3 separate regions of the Mus musculus genome follow, and all the other regions are linked to region 3. A link is a contact called in public HiCAR-type and HiChIP or PLAC-seq data. All regions are on one chromosome and are shown on one strand. Each heading gives the region's core, a stretch centred on a gene start, on an enhancer-like site or on the middle of the called end of the contact. The rest is flanking DNA. Distances are from core to core; before and after follow the strand shown. Region 1 overlaps Oxr1 (oxidation resistance 1). Region 2 holds the start of Oxr1 (oxidation resistance 1). Region 3 holds the start of Eny2 (ENY2 transcription and export complex 2 subunit).

What was found. HiCAR-type assays count read pairs that join an accessible place to other places. HiChIP or PLAC-seq counts read pairs in DNA pulled down with a chosen protein or histone mark.
Region 1: an H3K27ac HiChIP or PLAC-seq map of acute myeloid leukemia shows a contact between it and region 3, with 13 times the contacts expected there. The contact joins the enhancer-like site here to the promoter of Eny2 in region 3. A contact is called at or near these places in 1 of 39 promoter capture datasets (pre-B cells), 4 of 115 datasets of contacts at active chromatin or transcription factors (acute myeloid leukemia, pro-B cells, stem cell-derived neural progenitor cells and 1 more) and 2 of 9 other capture datasets (adipose tissue and liver).
Region 2: a HiCAR-type map of astrocytes shows a contact between it and region 3, with 2.8 times the contacts expected there. The contact joins the promoter of Oxr1 here to the promoter of Eny2 in region 3. A contact is called at or near these places in 1 of 39 promoter capture datasets (pre-B cells) and 1 of 115 datasets of contacts at active chromatin or transcription factors (astrocytes).

What each region holds. Positions count from the first base shown.
Region 1 is chr15:41,782,898-41,786,773 of GRCm38.p6, forward strand. The region is part of intron 3 of Oxr1 (oxidation resistance 1); the gene reads left to right. Among named protein-coding and RNA genes, the nearest start is that of Abra, 85 kb to the right of the region's middle. Within about 2 kb of position 1,709, at least 19 of the 459 cell types and tissues checked have an H3K27ac peak or open chromatin away from gene starts, as enhancers often do. A contact at or near this core is called in acute myeloid leukemia, where this site is marked.
Region 2 is chr15:41,445,387-41,449,607 of GRCm38.p6, forward strand. It overlaps Oxr1 (oxidation resistance 1), which reads left to right and starts at 2,096. Exons shown (of 17, transcript NM_001130166.1): 1 at 2,096-2,203.
Region 3 is chr15:44,426,519-44,430,342 of GRCm38.p6, forward strand. It overlaps Eny2 (ENY2 transcription and export complex 2 subunit), which reads left to right and starts at 1,593. Exons shown (of 5, transcript NM_175009.3): 1 at 1,593-1,724; 2 at 3,042-3,118. The coding sequence starts at 1,719. Nudcd1 (NudC domain containing 1) reads right to left here and starts at 1,789. Exons shown (of 10, transcript NM_001113554.1): 1 at 1,144-1,789. The coding sequence starts at 1,258.

The sequences.
Region 1 (3,876 bases), core at 459-2,958, 2.6 Mb before region 3:
AGATTTACAATAAATTCGTTTCCAAAACTGTATCACCAATGAAGTTCCTCTAACATGTTTTTGTATTTTAAAAAAAAAGCCTTCAATATAAATAAATTTAAGTAAATTGATGGCTACAATAAACCCCCATTTGTGCTTTAAGATCAAAAGCTACACATGTCTATGTACACACATGTTCTCACCAGTGCACATTCATGTGTGGATGTTTTATGTATACACACACAGGATTCCTAGAGGGATACCAAAGATGCCACAGACCCTTGATTTTACAAAGAGGTGAAAACTTACCACTATATAGCTTTTAATACTCCTTGAATTTTTTGTATTATTATGTGCATTTCCTCTTTCTTTAAAAGTGTTAGTGAAAAGATGATATCAATGAGACAGGTATCACTAAGCAAAAGACAGTGTAGTTCTCCTCTAAGCATAAGATATGGCTATTGCATTTGAGACTTAGGGCAAGAGGGTAAAATTTACTCTCTGACTGATGCAAATCTGTGTTACACCATCAAAAGTAACTTTTTCCTCATTAAGTATTCTGCATATACGTCATAATTATTTTTAAACTGAGCACACAAAATGCCGATGTAATTAGTGATGCCTTCTCTGTCACTTTATGTCTATGTATGTTGTATGCCACGTGTGAGTAGGTACCCTTGGAGGCTAGAAAAGGGTGTCAGGTCCACTGGAACAGGAGTTTCACATAGTTATGAGATGACCGATGTGGGTTCTGGGAGTGGGAGAGGAGAAAGCTTTCTTAGCTTCTGAGCCATCTCTCCAGACCTTGTATTTGCTTCCCATACAATTACTTAGTACATTGAGCAAGATGATAATTGTCATAACAAAGTGATAAAATTACTAAGGTACTAATATCCTTATTCAGGTAGTCATCTACACTCATGGAAGGTGTGTGTGTGTGTGTGTGTGTGTGTTCACACATTTGTGATAGGATAGGAATTGTTCTTCAGGAACTATACACTTTTTTTTTAAAGACAAGATCTTTCACTGGGACCTGTGACTCCTGAGTCAAGCTAGACTTGATGGCTAGCAAGCCCCAGCAATTCCCCTGCCAATGAAAGCACTGGGATGAAAAGTGTCACTGTGGCCTGCTCTTTAAATGGATGCTGAGGATTGAACTGAGTTCTTCATGCTTCTATATCACACACGTTGCCCCTGAGCCATCTCCCCAGCCCTGGCTCCTGCTTTCTTATTAGATCTTCTCAACATTTCTATCTTCAGAGGCATGGAGCCCAAAGGACAGAGAGGTTAGGTCAGTTGCTTCTCATGGCTCCACTAGTAGCGAGGCCTTAGGGCCTGTGTCCTGAAGGCAGTACTGCATTCTGAGCCATGTGCACAGTATTCCAGTGACCTTAATTGATATAAACATCACCCTTGCAGAGAAAGAATGGTTTGCACTCTCTGCAGAAAGAACTAATGATTAAGCAATACAGCATTTTATCTTAAATACATTTTGACCAGCACTGAGTAACAGCAATTTAACATTGCACAATCTCACAACTTCCTATAAGACAGAATAACCTCATTGAAATATTTTTTATCTTATGAAAACATTTTAATAGGCTATGTATACACACTATACAACAATAAAAATTCAGTCTCTCCCACTTAACCTAAGTTACTTGTGCCAGAAAGGAACAAGTTACCACCCCTGCCCCAATACTTTTTCTCCTGTAACAGGGAATTGAATTGAGGGCCCCATACGTTGGGGAAGTACTAAACCATTGTGCCATACCCTCATCCGTGTAGATACACTGTGTGTGTGTGTGTGTGTGTGTGTGTGTGTGTGTGTGTGTTCAGACACAGTCACAACTAGCGGTCCAACCTAGCTTTGAACTCATTTTGTAAGACAGACAGATTTTTAACTTTTTAACTTCCCATCTCAATCTCCCAAGTAGCTGACATTAAAGTCTTTAATCCCTAGGCCCACAAGTTTCTTATGTTCTAACAAAAATTTTTTATAATTTGTTCCATAAGAGGTGCTCTCAGCCTTGTTTTCCACATTAGAAATTACGTGTGTGTGTGTGTGTGTGTGTGTGTGTGTGTGTGTGTGTGTGTGTGTGTATTTAAGACTCTTTTTACTAACCATATGAAGAACTCTTTCCCCCTTTGAGTCAGTCTTACTATGCAGCTCAGTCTGACTTCAGCAATCCTCCTGCTTCAGTTTCCCAAGCTGGTGTTACAGGCAGCTAGGGGTTTTGAATTTCTGAATACATACCCATCTTATTTCTTTGTTTATTACCATTTAAAGTGTTTTCAATGTTGTGCTATAGTAAACCAAAACCCACCATTTCAGACATAAATAGGACCTAGTATAAGAAGCTTTGTGTTCATGCTGACTGGATTGAAGGGAACATAACTTTTATCAAATGTGTACAGATTCTGTGGATGCCCTTTGCAGGAACTACCATGCTGTATGCCCACCTGCCTGTCATGGACAAAAACCAGCAGTTTTGCTGTCACCAAAATGCCTTTAAACTCCGCTATTCTAATCAAAGAAATTGGCATTTATTGTCTGCTAACTGCATTTCACTGACTCCAAGCAGGAGCTTTGCTTAGGTTATCAGAGCTTTGGGTATCAATGGTAAGAGTCCAAGAACTTAAGATTTCTTACATCTTTCATTTTCCTTTAGAGTTAGAAGGCTTTAGCACTTATAGCTGCTTCTTTGAGCCATGTCGAGTTCACATGTGTGTTTGGTATGAGGGAACAGTCATGGGGCTGCCAGTCATTCTGGAACTGTTTGTTGCAGACAGTAACCTCTTCTTCCTACCCCACATATTAGATGGCTTTGGCATCCTTGTTGAAAACCAATATGTCATACAAAGTTTACTTCTTAAGGCTTAATCCATTTGAATTGATGTATGTCTATCTTTATACCAATATACAATTTGTAATTTTATATTATCTTTTGAAATTGGGAGATAAAAGGCCTCCAACTTTTGTATATACTCAAGTGAAGTATGTCGGCAGAGAAACTTAGATACAGAGATGGTTACAACATTATTAATAATAAGCATAAAATCAGGAAAACCCCAAAGACCATCATACAAATGGATCAATGTGGCCTCTGTCCATGGGAGCATTATGTGATTGATATACAGGTACATTTGCAGCATGAGACGGGTCCAGGGGTGATACATGACGTGAAAGAAGCTAGGCCTCAAAGATCAACATTACACAGTTGCCCTCTGAGATGTGTGCATCCCAACACACGGTATGTTAGTGCTTGCTCATAGCAGCAAGTAGAGCAGGAAGTCAACCAGGAGGCCTGTTTTCACATGATAGAAACATTTAAAGACAGTTTTAATGGTATTTCTACAATATGTACACTTTGAACAGGTGGATTTTATGATGTGTAAATTAGATGCCAGCAATGATACATTAAAAATGAGGTAAAATGTAGCCTACAAACAAACATGGTAGACAAGGAAAGTTTTTTAAGGGCAACAGAAATTTATGTTGCTGACTTAGAGTAAGAGAAGACTCACTGGCTGTCACATTACAAACAATTGCCAACCAGACCAAGATCAAAAGTCGAGTTTAGGGGAAGGTAGGGACAGGAGAAAGGACCTCTTTCTGAGTCAAAATATAGAAAGGAACTCATATAGAAAGATAAGGAGAAAAACTGAAGAAAAATGAGCATTCATATTTGATGGCCTATGTATGATTCTCTGGGTCCTGTAGAAGATAAAGTAACATTTGGGTGATAAGTTTGGTACTTCACCAGGATGATGACAGTTCAGATAACATGTGTAGTGCACAGGACAAAAGGTTGACTGTATAGAAGTATTAGGGTTCATCTGAATTTAAATCAAATTTGTAAAGCATTCAGTCATATGGTATACAGTCAGTATGGT
Region 2 (4,221 bases), core at 846-3,345, 3.0 Mb before region 3:
GTTTTATGTAGGAACCGAAACAGACTTTAAAGTGAAGGCATGTCCCCCTACAGAGAGTGTGTGTGCAGTGTCAAAGAAATGTCAAGATCACACCACCTCAAGTGTGACTGGCAGGAAGTAATAGTGTGATGGCACCCGTGTGCACAGCATTCATCTCTCATCCCATGTTACTTAGGACAGGAAAGGATAGATAAGCTTAAGAGATAGCTTCAGAGGAAAGAAAGTTAAACATAAAACTAGACTGTGATTGCAAATTGAAGGATCTGATTTAGGAGTATGTCTTGAGCAGAGACATACACTGTTATAGCGCTGTTAAAAAGTACAACCGTGTGCCTTCTGTTGGCAAGCCAAGCTTTCCTAAGTCTCAATAATGGCAAGTGAATGCATTTTTATTGAGCATGTACTGTGAGCTCTTGGTGAAGCTCAGTTCTAGTCCATGCATAACCTCAAAAGACATAAATGAACTGGGATAAAATAGTCACTTTCAAGAGAACGCAAAATCTAGGCTCTGGATTTCCTTCTTACAAGTAGAGAAAACAAGATTACCAAATTCATTAGCTGCACTGAAAACTGCGCCTAGTTTCCTGATTTCTTACTCTAACTACAGCTATGGATTTCAGGAAATAATAGGTTATATTTAAACTTGGGTAATTTCTCATCCGGCAGATTTTGGGTTCAATTAGGTATTATTTCAGGCAACAGTTGTCTCCAGGCTTCAACGTCCTCTTCTGTCAAATAAAAGCAATGAATTCTTAACTGATGAATCTAATTTGGTGACTTCCAGAGAAAAAGCTAAAACTATAACTTGACCCAGGAAATATGTGAACATCTCATTCTTATAATTGAAATCTTTATTGATTTTTTCAGGGTAAAAAATAATGGGTTTCATTACGAAATGCATGTACATCACTATGCTTTTCTCAAATTCATTTCTTTTCCTTTTCAGTATAAATATTTCCTCCTCCCCTTTCCTCTTGGCTTTCGTTTTACAGACTGATGGACGTTTCACTTTCAAAGGAGAGAAGAGATAACACTAGTTGTCAGCAATTGAGGTGGGGTATCCTGGAGATTAATAGTGAGAACCCACTCACTACCAGGTTTTGAGAGGCCTTTGGGCTGATTTGCTGGTCGGATTGATGCAGTCTCATCTTGGCAAAGGGACCGACTTCCTTCAAGAAAGGGCCGAGGTCCAGTCTACCTAGTTGTACTTTGGCCCCTACCCCTACTCCTCTCTCATAATTTCCCAGGCAGAGTTGGAAAGGTGGGAGCGGTGGAAGTAGAAGGCAGCAGGCAGGGAAAGTAAATTACAGTTCAGGCAACAGGAACAGTGCCTCCAAGGTCAGGCTGAGTGTCAACTAATTATGTAAAATCCTGCGGAAATAGAAGTCGGGGAGAAGCCCAGCCTACTCTTGTATTTAAGGAGATCTTTCCAGAGCCCCTTTCAACCCACAGCCCCATACCTTCACCCTTTGGCCAGATCTTTGTATTTTGCCCGCCTTCCTTGATTTCTCGTTCCAATTCCACCAGAATAACCCTGAAAACTTTTTTCTTCCTCTTGGTAAGTCAGTAGCAGAGGAGCTTTCCCATAATTTCAGACCAGTATCTTCTCGATGTCTCTGTCTAAGGCCCTGAGGCTAGGGCTGCTGGGCAGCTCTGGGGACCGGGGACGGGAAGGGGTGCCATACCCCGCAGCCTGGAGTTGGGACTCTGCTCTGGCTACCCTGGCAGGTGTCTGTTCTTGGGGCACGGTTTCCCAGGGCAGGGGTCCAGGAGGACGCCAGCTCCCGGAGCCCGAGAGTTCGCTGCGGGGACGCGCGGAAAGGGGGTGCGCTGGCAGCCGGTAGCTTCCTTCCGCAGGAGCTATTTTTAGCAGGGCTTCGCCCCCCCTTTTCCCGGAGCCGCCGGCGTGGTCGCCTCCAGCTCGTGGCCGTCGCTCTGCAGCTCGGCGCCGCCTCCCCCGCCGCGGATGGCTCTTGGTAGCTTCCACGCGGGCAGGTCCGGAAACTGAGCAAGTCTGCAAGCGCTCCGCGGCCCCGGCGGCGGCGACGGCGGTGGGGGCAGAGCTGGGCTGCGTCAGGCTGAGCGCAGTCCGCGCGCGGCCGCGGGAGCGCAGTGCCAGCGCCGCCCGGCCCCACCGAGAGGGGCGCACTCGCCGCTACGGGGCTCGCACCGCTCGCCGCAGCCCCCTCCCGCCGACCCGCAAGTAAGTTTGTGCGGCTGCTGGGCGCCGCCGGGGCGAGGGCTAGGCGCTGGGGGAGCTGGGGATGGCGAGCGGGAAGAGCGCCTGGACACCCGGAGAGCGGGCAGCCTTCTGCCTCCGGAGTCCCGCGCTTCTCCCAACCGCTGGGCAGGTAGAGAGCTCCTGCTTACAAGGATGCTCTAGCAAAAGCTATAATGAGCAGACCCCGGAGGGTAGGACTGGCTCAGGGTTCAGGTGTGGGTCACTCTGGAAGGAAGAAGGACCGCGGATGAGGGAGCGGACCCGGCAGGCCAGGAGCCGGCTAGTGCCCGATGGGGAAGGGAAGGTTTGGAGAGCAGGGACCTGCCTGGGAACAGCCAAAAAGGGAAAGTGGTGTCCCTAGGACTGACAGAGGGTCAGAGAGCAAAATAGAAGGGCGGTGTGTCCTGAACCAGGATGACAGAAGGGGAGATAGATGGAAAGTGGGGCGTGTGAAAAGCGGATTTGTAGGAGAGTAAAGGACGCCAGTGGAAGGGTCAGTGGGCGCCTGATGGGCGGGTGAACTTGGTTAATTCGGGGAATCAGAACAAGCTTAGGTAGATATGATGGAAAGAGGCAGATTTAATTCAAGCCTCCGGAGGGAGTGTGTGAGGCAACACGTTGTGAGAACCAGCGGGTTTAGAAAGTGGCCTGGAAGGGAGGGCTGGAAAGGTGATGAGGGATATGGGGGAATGTGAGCAGGGAGTGGGGTAGATTCATGCCTAGGATAGGGAGGAAGGGGAGTTGCAAACCTGTGCATAGGGTTGGAGGCTTCCGTGAGTCAAGTCCCATGGTAGAGGTTTAGAGGTACTTCTCTGAGGTTCCTCTTCCATCTCCTATCTGGTTTGGAGGCTCCTAGGATCCTGGACAGAGATGAAGCAGGGAGGAAGGTAGTCACTTAAGGGGAGCCACCAGTGCTTTCGCTTACCGGATTGTGTATCCGGGTTCCTTTTAAGCAATGTGGGGCTGGGTTTGTGCGTTACACAGAGGGGGAGTGGTGTGTGTTCTAGGCCAAGGGGATCCCTAGTCTCCTATGGGGAGGGGGAATTTGTGTTTTGGGCTGGTTAGTAAGGTAGAAGTCTGCAGCGTGCAACACGCAGCAGGGGGTGTACATGCATGCGCTTTGCAGGTGCGTGGTGCAGGCCAGGGGTCCTCCGAGCTGTGCAGTCTGTCTCCACGACTGGGAGATCAGGACTCTGGACGTGGTCCAGGACAGGATTAAGGGAAACGTGCTTCCGCTTCCAGTATGTCTTCTGCCTCCTTTTGCTGGTTACATTCTTTCTGGCCCAGTGATGGGTTTCCATAGCCTCCCTCTGGTTACCTTTTATTTGAAACCTGATGCTGTTTGTCTCCCCTGATTTCTGTGCTTAGAGGATGCATCTCAGGCAGGGTTGTTCCCATCTTTCTACTCAGGGAAGGAATCTGAGAAGTCCCTGATGTCACAGGGGCTCTGGAATCATGGGGCCTTCTCAAAGGACATGATGATCATAACATCTGTGGATTCCGTAAGCAGGTAGCTTCAAATGGACTGGGAGAGGCAGTGAGTAGGTTGGGAACAGTGACCATTACTTACCTGTGTTTTGAAGGGGGGTGGGGGGGCTTCCTCTCAGTTCCAGGCATGCAAATCAATGACTTACGAAGGGAAAGACCAGATTAGTTCAATAAGCATCGGAAATTATGTTGCAAAATAAAATGTCCATTTGACTAGCAGAGATTTTACCCACCAGCTACATGAATCAAGAAGAATCTGCAGGTTCCAGGTTGAGAAATGGCAATGAAGAGGTGGGTGTCACCACGACCACGTCTTCTCAAGCTCTGTCTAGCTGAGCATGGTTTGTTGGTGGGCAGCTTTTAAAGCTGCACTGTTGGAGTAGGAAATGAAGCTGAAGCAGGGGCTGGAAACCGGGGCCATCTGTGTGCACTAAGGACGGAGGAGGGTTCGACTTGCGGTCCCAGACTGCTGTTTCAGAGGATCGGTCTCTGATTATGTGTCATGACTGATA
Region 3 (3,824 bases), core at 343-2,842:
TTTTCCTTCACAACTCAAGTCCCTCATCAACTCCTACCGGAAGTTTTCCCAGGTCTCCAAACAAGTTGAGAAAACATACTCAGTTAGACCATTACATTTGCTCACGTTCCTCTCACTACTTGCCCATACTGTAATTAGATGTTTATTAGTGAATGGATTATGATTTATTAGGTACTCATGATTATACCAATCACGTAATCATCTCGATGAATCACAAAACAGGCCCACAACAATTACTTTTACACTTAAGAAACTTTAAAAACAAACAAACAAACAAACAAACAAAAAACCCAAGCATTTGTTGGTCTACTTGTTTATGTCTTTAATCCCAGCACAGAGGCAGCTGGTTATCTGTGAGTTCTGGGCCAGCCTGGGCTACAAAGCAAGTGCCAGGACAGTCAAGAATAGACTCCCTACAATCTAGATACAATCTAGAGAAAAGATACATAGATACATACATAAGTAACGCTTGATACTCAAACGTCGACTAACACCTCTAGATCACTATTTCTCAAAGTACAACCTATGGAAAACTTGTATCAAAATAAGAATCTGCAGAGACATGTATTTAAAAACACAAATCCCTGGACACTTTCCCTAACAAAACTACAATTCCTATGGTTGTAAAAAGGAGAATAGCCTCTAGGAAGTTACAGATAAATAAGTAGTAGCAGCAAGCAACAGTAAGCGCACTAAATCACTTGCCCTCAATAAATTGTAGCATGATCCAGGACCCGAGTATTTGAAACTGCTAACTGAATGTGGAAATTTTTCTCTCCCAAGAAATGATTCTGCGTCAGAAGGAAAAAGGGAGTTGGGGACTTTCCAAGGAGGTGTGGCTTCTCAGCGAACACGTTTACTAAAGGTAAGGTTTGGGAAGGAAGGACAACTTGAACCTTCAGAGCAGGAGCCAGAGATGTATGGGCGGAGAACATCCGAGCCTGAGCTGCGGACGCCTAGGCCAGCCCACAGTGCCGCGGCTAAGGCGCGGAAGGAAAGGGGGCATCCTCGGGTCCCCGCGTGGACGGCCGCTCTAGGTGCAGACCGGCAGGAGGTGGCTGGCTAGCCGGAGTGACAGAGGGTTGCGCCAATGGCAGCCTCAACAAGAAGGAACCGGGTGCGAGAGGGTGCCGCCGATCCCACCTGCATCAAGCTCCAGCTGGTAGCAGGGCAGCGGTTCGAGAGACAGCTTGTAGCCCTCGAAGCGGGGATCCAGCAGAGGTCTTTTCACCCGCAGAGAGCAATTGGCCGCCTCCATCGCGTTCCCCCGATCCCAGCAAGAGAATCAATAAAGCTCTTGTTGAAAGGTCCGCGCTTCACTCCTGGAACTGAGGCTGGGAAACGGCGTGGTTCCCATCCCAGACGACTCTGCGGCGCCACGTCTCTTCTGGGAAGTGTAGTGTCCATGAGAAATTTGGTTCTGTTGCAATGCTGGGAAATGTAGTTTTTTGATCCCTGAACCCACGTCAGCTAACAGACTCTGGACTTCCTTACCCAGAGGGCCGAGCGACCAGAAGGCGGCCCGCGCTAGTTGAATTCTCACATTATAGGCAGGGTGGCCAGATCCCGCCCCGGAAATGCGTGGTCTAGCTTTCTGTGTGCTTAGGTGCCCGAGCTACTGAGGGTCTAAGTCCGGGCAGCCGAAGAGTGTGGTAGGTAACGGTCGTCAGCGCAAGGGTCATTTCGTCGCTGGGAAGGGACGGCCCTCGCCCGCGGTGATGGTGGTGAGCTATGCCCGTGGTCCTCAGGGCCGGGACCCGGGCCCAGCCCAGGCTCCTTTCGATGTGCTGTCTTTCGTTAGCTTCCCCGACCCGCGCTCGCTCGCTCGCTCGCTCGCGGGCCTGTAGGGCTCTCCGACAGGGCGTGCTGCTGGAGTTGGCCGGGAGCCAGTCCCCGCTTTGTTTTCTGGCTCCTCCCCTCCCGCCTCTCCAGCTGTCTGCGCCGTGTTGCATTTTCCTAAAGAATGTCAGAACCGGGAGGGAGTCCCTAGCGCCCTGGTTTTACCAGTGAGAAAACTGAGGCCTTTAGGCATTAAGTGACTTGCCCAAGGTCACTATCCGTGATTTTAGGGGCCAAGACGAGACGAAGTTTTGCTGTTCTTGCTATGACACTGTCTAAACTTTTGCAGTTAATTTGGAAATGTTAAGCCCCAACTACAGAAGTAAAGCGTTGCCTAGTTATTAACCCTCTGTTCACCTGCTTCTTGCGCAGCCCAACTCTGAAAATTCTTTGTAGTCTGAATTTCCATACAGACAAGACGGAGAATTACAAAAGAAGATTCACACTAAGTAGGAAAACATTAACTTAAACCTGACTTTTAAATGGCAAAAATGCGCTCAAAAGTTAACCTTGCTTTTTTTTTTTTTCCCCTACACCTATTTTGGCATTGGTTGTCTGTTTTTTATTGAAAATGAAGAATTTCTCAAAGACTAGTTTGAAATTCGTTTTCTTACTTACCCTTCAGAAATAAGGATATGAAATCCAAAGCTAGGGTAGCAGTTGTAATTCTCCGTGAAGTTTATTGGGTAAAGCAAGCACATAGTCTTATTTCATTTTTCATAGTCGTATCTTTTATTAGTGTGCATGCTATGGCTTACCCAGAAATTGAATGCAGTTAAGATGCAGAAATGAACGCCAGTCAGATATTAGTGTACAATTAAATAAGGTGGGACTCCAAGTACCTGACTTCACATTCTGTCTCTGTGCCTCAGTGTTCTCATCTGTAAAATGGAATTGTGTCATTAGAGCAAATTTGGGGGTTAAATATTCTCAGTTTTAGGTACATAAGTGCTTAATGGTATTATAATAGTAGTTATTCCCTTTTTAAAAAGACAAAGAAAATAAACAATAAAGAGCTTATGAGGGAAGGGAATTGGGATACAGGAAATAGTACTAAGAATAATAATACCATGTAAGGTACTTAAAATTATCATCCTTTCCTTATTATAATGTTCAATGTATTAGGATGATTGTCTAGAGAGGTCTTAGAAGGAAACACTTTTCTAAATATTATGTATCTCAAAATGCATGTTGATGTCCAGGTTAGCAAGATGAACAAAGATGCGCAGATGAGAGCAGCGATTAACCAAAAGTTAATAGAAACTGGAGAAAGAGAACGGTGAGTAATAAATTGTATCAATAAAGTAGGTTTTACCATCTTTAATAATTATATTGGAGGAATTTCAAGTGTCAAGGGCCAAAACATACCTGGAAAGAATTACAGAAAAGTAAAGCTTATCAGAGTTTCTATTCTTAACATCTGTAATAGTTTGAATCAGCATTACCAGATTCGGAAGTGTCATATACAAAGATAAGCAATCAGTGACACTGCTAAGGCATTTTTAACAAAGTGGAAAAGAGACCGCAAAGACACAAATATCTACAGCTGGAGAATATTACCCAGGTTTTATTATAGAACTGTGTTTAATTACCTCAGGCCCTTAACTCTGGGGCAGCATGTGCTGTTACTATTTTCTGAAGGACTTTCTTGTTCCTCTTATTTAAATACTCAGCTATGTATCTTCAAATTCCAGCTCTTGTATCCACTCCCTACTCCATTAGCTTATGGTCTTCAGTGTGATCCACCCTCCATGACAGAGATACCTTTGTATTCCCATTGTATAATGCTATGCTCAAAACCTAATTTAAGGAGCAAACGTTTAAAGAAAGGGCTGAGAAACAAACAGAATGGCTCTCAGAGCAGGGTAATCAAGTGTACAAAGGAATGTCAGGAACTGTGGAGTTGCTTCCATTTTACCTGGAGGTGTTTGAGTAAATTTCAGTAATAAAAGAATTTCACCTAGTGTGGAAGAAGAATCTGCAGT